Regions from separate parts of the Mus musculus genome. Here region 2 is linked to region 1. A link is a contact called in public Hi-C data. All regions are on one chromosome and are shown on one strand. Each heading gives the region's core, a stretch centred on a gene start, on an enhancer-like site or on the middle of the called end of the contact. The rest is flanking DNA. Distances are from core to core; before and after follow the strand shown.

Evidence for each region. A called contact is a pair of places that touch in the nucleus more often than the background predicts.
Region 2: a Hi-C map of cortical neurons shows a contact between it and region 1, with 8 times the contacts expected there. The contact joins two enhancer-like sites. A contact is called at or near these places in 3 of 39 promoter capture datasets (cranial neural crest, hippocampal neurons and second pharyngeal arch cranial neural crest), 4 of 484 Hi-C or Micro-C datasets (the N1E-115 cell line, cortical neurons and myocytes) and 1 of 115 datasets of contacts at active chromatin or transcription factors (differentiating embryonic stem cells).

Annotation. Positions count from the first base shown.
Region 1 is chr8:127,189,242-127,191,941 of GRCm38.p6, reverse strand. All of the region lies in intron 2 of Pard3 (par-3 family cell polarity regulator), which reads right to left. Among named protein-coding and RNA genes, the nearest start is that of Pard3, 130 kb to the right of the region's middle. Within about 2 kb of position 1,386, at least 8 of the 459 cell types and tissues checked have an H3K27ac peak or open chromatin away from gene starts, as enhancers often do. A contact at or near this core is called in cortical neurons, where this site is marked.
Region 2 is chr8:128,653,238-128,655,937 of GRCm38.p6, reverse strand. No RefSeq gene overlaps it. Among named protein-coding and RNA genes, the nearest start is that of Gm26002, 3.6 kb to the right of the region's middle. Within about 2 kb of position 1,272, at least 341 of the 459 cell types and tissues checked have an H3K27ac peak or open chromatin away from gene starts, as enhancers often do. A contact at or near this core is called in cortical neurons, where this site is marked.

The DNA.
Region 1 (2,700 bases), core at 137-2,636:
GATGAAGCCAGCTATGCACAGGCTTTTTCTTGGCTAACTCTTCCTATCTTGACATCTTGAAACAAGTCAAAGGGTGGATTTTAAAACGAAGTAAAAAAAAAAAAAAAAAACCATCACTATCAAAGGCCTGACACGCATTTTGAAGTTGTACAATGACAGTACCCACTAGCATTAAGGCTCGTTCCACCCACAAGTGTCATTCTTGATTGCAAGTGGCCCTGTGTGTGAAGCCTTACCCCAGAGCCCTGCCACGGGAATGCTGGGAATTTTCCATATCGTGTGTTTGAATTCACTGTGCTGCTTTGCCACTGGGTTTTAGGTGTTCAGTAATAATGTGCTTTGTTCTCAAAAGTGTCCCTCACACCTGCCAACTGAGAAACAAGGAGGCTCTCACAGAATGATGTGTTGTTGCGCTGCCCTCTAGTGGTAACTCAAAGCAGAGCAGAAAGGGGGGAGGACCAGGAGAAAAGGCTAAACAGAATGGGGGGAAATGATGAAGAGATCACCTCTAAAGATTTAGTAGTACCCTGTTATTCGATTGGTATAAAACAACTCTGCTGGCATGTCACTACAGACCTGTCTACTCACTTTCAAAACCTCCACGTAAGAAAAATCCAGAGTAAAATCAGCAAGCACACACGTGTATAAACATATACACAAATTAATTGCAGCTTTAAGAAAAGAGAACACTAGCAAGGGCAGGTCTACAGAACGTAACATTTGTTAAGGTGATGAGGACAGAGTGATGCTTCCTAAGACACAGTGGAGGGTGGGCAGGGAGAGAGTGGACCCTCTAGCTAGGATGTGTGCTCTAAGATGCAGCCATATTCACACAACAGTGGCACAAACTCCCACCTTGAGAGGCTGAGTAGGAAGATCACGAGTTCAAGGCCAGCCTGGGCTCCAACACAGCACATCTCAGGCCAAAGTGGGAAAAACAGCGAGAGCCTGTCTGCAAAAAGAGGAGGTGGTACAGCAGCCATTTCTCCAGGATTCAGAGCACGTAAAGAAATATCTAAATTTTCTGAAATAAATAAAACTTAACAAGCCTGAGTTGCTTTTGGAGGTTACACATCAAAAATCAAAATTAACCCATAGGTTCACACTGGCAAGATTTCCTTCGTAAAAGTCAAATCAAGTCTGTAGGGGAGGAACCAAGTAGGGTAGGTATCAAGGGGCTTTCGAAGCAGTCTCTTCTAGTCAGAACAGGCAGGCAGCGGGAACCTGGGTTCTCCAAAGACGCCTCACAATGCTGTTTGAACACTTACAGAAACCTCTATGACAACATCTTAAAATAAAATCTATCTTCACAAAACAGACCAGCTCCGTCCCGAAAGTATGCAGACGTGGGTCACTTATCATCCAGCAATAGCCTTCAACTACAGGCATACAGCGACCTCTTCTGGATCATGAAGGAAATGCCCCAACAGCAAAACAAAGGACTTCCATCTCCAGGTAAACCACAAAACTGCCCAGCCACTTCCCTCCGGGCAACAGCCACAAAATCATGTGTGAAGCTGAGCTCTAAGGATGTTTATCTTTGATTCAGAAATCAGTTATGAACCATCCAAAGACATCCTTTCCCTTGTTACCATATACATGCTTTATAAAGGTTTCTTTCACAGTTCTGAGCAGCAGGAAAGATGCATGACTTGAGTCATTTTGAAGACTGTTTATAACCACACCTAGGATCGGAACACCATTAGCATAATATCTCAGATTCTCTCTGCTCTGGAATTCTTATCTTTGGAACTAAAAATGGCCAGGCCTGAAGATAGATGAAGATTCTGCCAGAAGCATGCCTCCGGAATGGGTGTGTGTTATGAGTGCCACTCCTTTAACAAAACACAGAAAACACACACACTAGAAACCTTGTTCCTAATAGAGTAGAAAAGGGACCACACCTGAGGCAGTGAAAACCACATTCAAGCTTCCCTCACCCTGACCACTCAAAAAAGGAGCGCTGCTATGGGGGATTTTAAGGACATAAATAATAATGCATCAAGCACATGGTTTGCCTCCAATGGGCATCACATACCACATATATAAACAAAAGACAACAGGCTGTGATATTCCCTCCACAAACACTCTCACAATTCTCTTTAAGGAGCAGACGTACATTCTAACAATCCTCTTGTATAGAAATCACACACAAGCAAGCAGGTGCCAGCAGGTGTTGAGGATCCCAGGGAACTGAGCAAACCTGTTCATTTCAAGATGCAGAGACTACAGGCAAAGTGCTACACAGGCTGAACACAAGGATCCTCAAAAGATCTTCTACAAGGCCTCTGTGCTCTGGGAAGATAGAAGTTAACATAATATGGACCTTTAAAGGGGTATCTGAGGCCAGACATGGTGGTTCACGCCTGTAAATCTACCATTCGGGTGACTGAGGCAGTGGGATGGCTAGTTCAAGGCCAGTCTTGGATGTATAGACAAACCATGCCTCAAAGAAAAAAAGATCAGGAAAATGGCATTCCTATAAAGGACAATTTGACAACATCTGTCACTCTATATAACGCACCATTTCCCTTGCTAGTTAGGGAATTGTGAGATACGTTTAATACAGCACTGTTTTTAATTAAAAGAAAAAGAAGGGAATGTGATATATTTAATAAACATAAAACAGTTTCCTGATTATAAAGAGAGGCTGAGTGCATCTTGTGCTCAAGCAAGACACCCCAAATTATATGCGAAAAT
Region 2 (2,700 bases), core at 23-2,522, 1.5 Mb before region 1:
AGAATATATTTCTTATAAGAAGTTCAAAAGCTTTACGTTATAACCACGGAATAGAGTGCTACAACCCCAGAGAGGATGGTGCAGACTTTATGCCTGGAAAGTGAGGGTGTATAGTGTGCCCATGTTAACAAAAATGACCAGTAGGAATAAACAGCAACACTTTAGAGCCTTTGTTACGTAGTCAAGTCTCTACCTCTTGGAACCTGCATATGATCACGGCACTTAGGAGATGTAGTCAGAGGTTCAGAAGTTCAAGACAGTGAGGTTGAGACCTGCCTGAGCTATAACAGACCCTGGCTCGAAAACCAAACCAAACAAAATTCAGATTTCTCCCTGTCAGCTAGGCTGCCTCAGGTGTGGCCTGTAACTGAGTTTGCTTTTTAATTTTTAGCAATGTATGTTAGTCATAGAGAATTTTGTTTAAGATCATAAGCTTTTCCTATTATTTTTATTTTAGATAGTCTCACTCTGTAGTCCATACTGACCTGGAACTTGCAATGTTTGATCCTCCTACCTTAGCCTTCTTGCTACAATAGACTTCAGCAACTCTCCAGCTGAGTGTTCTAATTATTTATATGGGGTTGGGGCAAGCAGGCTGGGCATATAGCTGCATGGTAGTGCACTTGCCTAGCACCTACCAGGACATGGATGCATTCTTGACCCTGGAAAAGATTAAAAAAAAAAAAAAAGGAAAGAAAATATAAAATATAGTAATGTCAACCTTTCATTTTTAAGGTGTGGAAAGCCTTTTGCATCAGTTCTCCCAAAATTTAGTAACTGTTTACCACCCTTCTGGCAATTGGGTTTTCTGGGTATGCTGACATTTGTGAGGTTCCCTTTTCTAGCCTGCCTTCATCATAGCCCCTATCAGTTAGTAGAATGCCTTCAGCCCAGAACTGACTTCCTCCTGACCCTGGGGCCCAGTCTCCTACAGATGGCAGCTGGCTCAGGCTTCTCTATCCGCTGCTTCTTCTCTTCCCGTTCAGTCTCCCCACCCCTCCCATCCCCCTTCCACCAGGCTGTTTTCTTTCTATATATGGTAATACTGCTCACTAGCATAAGCCACTAGCTTCCCGGGAAGGCTGGAAAGTGACATCACCCTAACATAAACTTTCTGACACTGGCTGCAGTCTTCTCTGTTACCAACTGGGAGGGTTATTGTTAAGGCAGCTGTAGCGATGCAAGCTCTGAGTACTGCTGAGAAGTAGCCAGCCTGACAGGCGCCTGCTGCACAGTAGTGAAGCTGCCATCGCAGCACCGCGCCGCGCCCTTATTCCAGCCAGTGTGCTAGTTCCTCCTGACCGCTCAGCCAGTAGCGGTATTTGCGAGGCTCTCAGGCCCACAGATGGAGGGTTTGTCCAGGGTCACGTGGCTTAGCTGTAAACATGGAATTGCACACACACACACACACACACACACACACACACACACACACACACACACACACACACACACACTCATACAAGGAGCAAGAGAGAGGAAGTTCCAGGATGTTGGAGAGTAGCGCAGAACCCAGCTGGTTAATTAGTCCCGGAATTAAAGCTTCCTCTGTTCCCTAGTGAGACTGACCCCAGAAAAGCAAAGGCCATTCGGAATCACCAAATCACAAGAAGCTTAAAGGAAATGCGTGTGACTAGGACGTCTTTTGAAAATGATCTCATCATCCTTGAAAATACTTTTCCTGGTTATTTGGTTTTAAAAAAAATGCTTAAACTGGCCCAATGAAACAAGCCTGTGTGGAATCCCAGTAGAGACTGAGCCAATGGAATCGCAAATTCAAGGCCAATCAACTTGGGCTATGGAGTTGAGTTCCAGGCCAACAAGAACTACTTAGTGAGACTGAAACTAAAAAGTGTAAAAAGAGACCTAGGAATGTAGCTCCATGGTAGTGTTTGCCTTGCCTGCACCAGTCAGTGCTGGGGAAAACAAAAACAAACCAAAACTTTGACAGGGAAACCAAGGCAGTTCTGAGGTTGGTAGAGCCCTCCCACAGGGCCTTTCAGCCTGATTTCCCTCTTCACTAGAATAGCCCTGCTGCCCTTCCCACCCAGATATGCCCTTACTCTGACAAGCAGAAGTTGATCATGACAGAGAGACAGCTCAGTCAGGAAAAGCACTTACTTGCCTTGCAAGCATGAGGACTTTATTCAGTCTGCAGTGCCCTGGTAAAGCTGTGTATGATGGCAGATGCCTGCAACCACAGGAAATGAAAACAGGGTTCCTGGGGCCAGCCAGCCTAGCCAAATTGATGAGCTTCGAGTTCAGTGAGAGATCCTGTCTCAAAACATAAGATGAGAGAGACCCCAACATCAACCTAAGCCCCCCATATATACGTGCATACACACGAGCACCTACACATATGCAGAGAAGCAAAGGTGACAGATTATTTACTGCACTATAACCAACCTGGCCTCATTTTATAACACCACAGTCATGGCCTTCATTATCTATTCCCTTCCAGAATTCCTTATTGGTGAAAACATAAAACTTAAGCTCAGCTGTCTTGCGCGCGCTCAACTGGCCAGGAAGAACAATGCTGCAACAGGATCCTTCTGCACACGTTTATTCAGTCCTGTTTCTTCTTGTTTATATCTCCCTTGTTTATATATCTCCCTTGTTTATATCTCCCCCCCCCCCCCCAACCCTGGGCCTCTCACTCTTTTATACTCTCAGTTCCCATCCACGCACAGCAGGCCACGC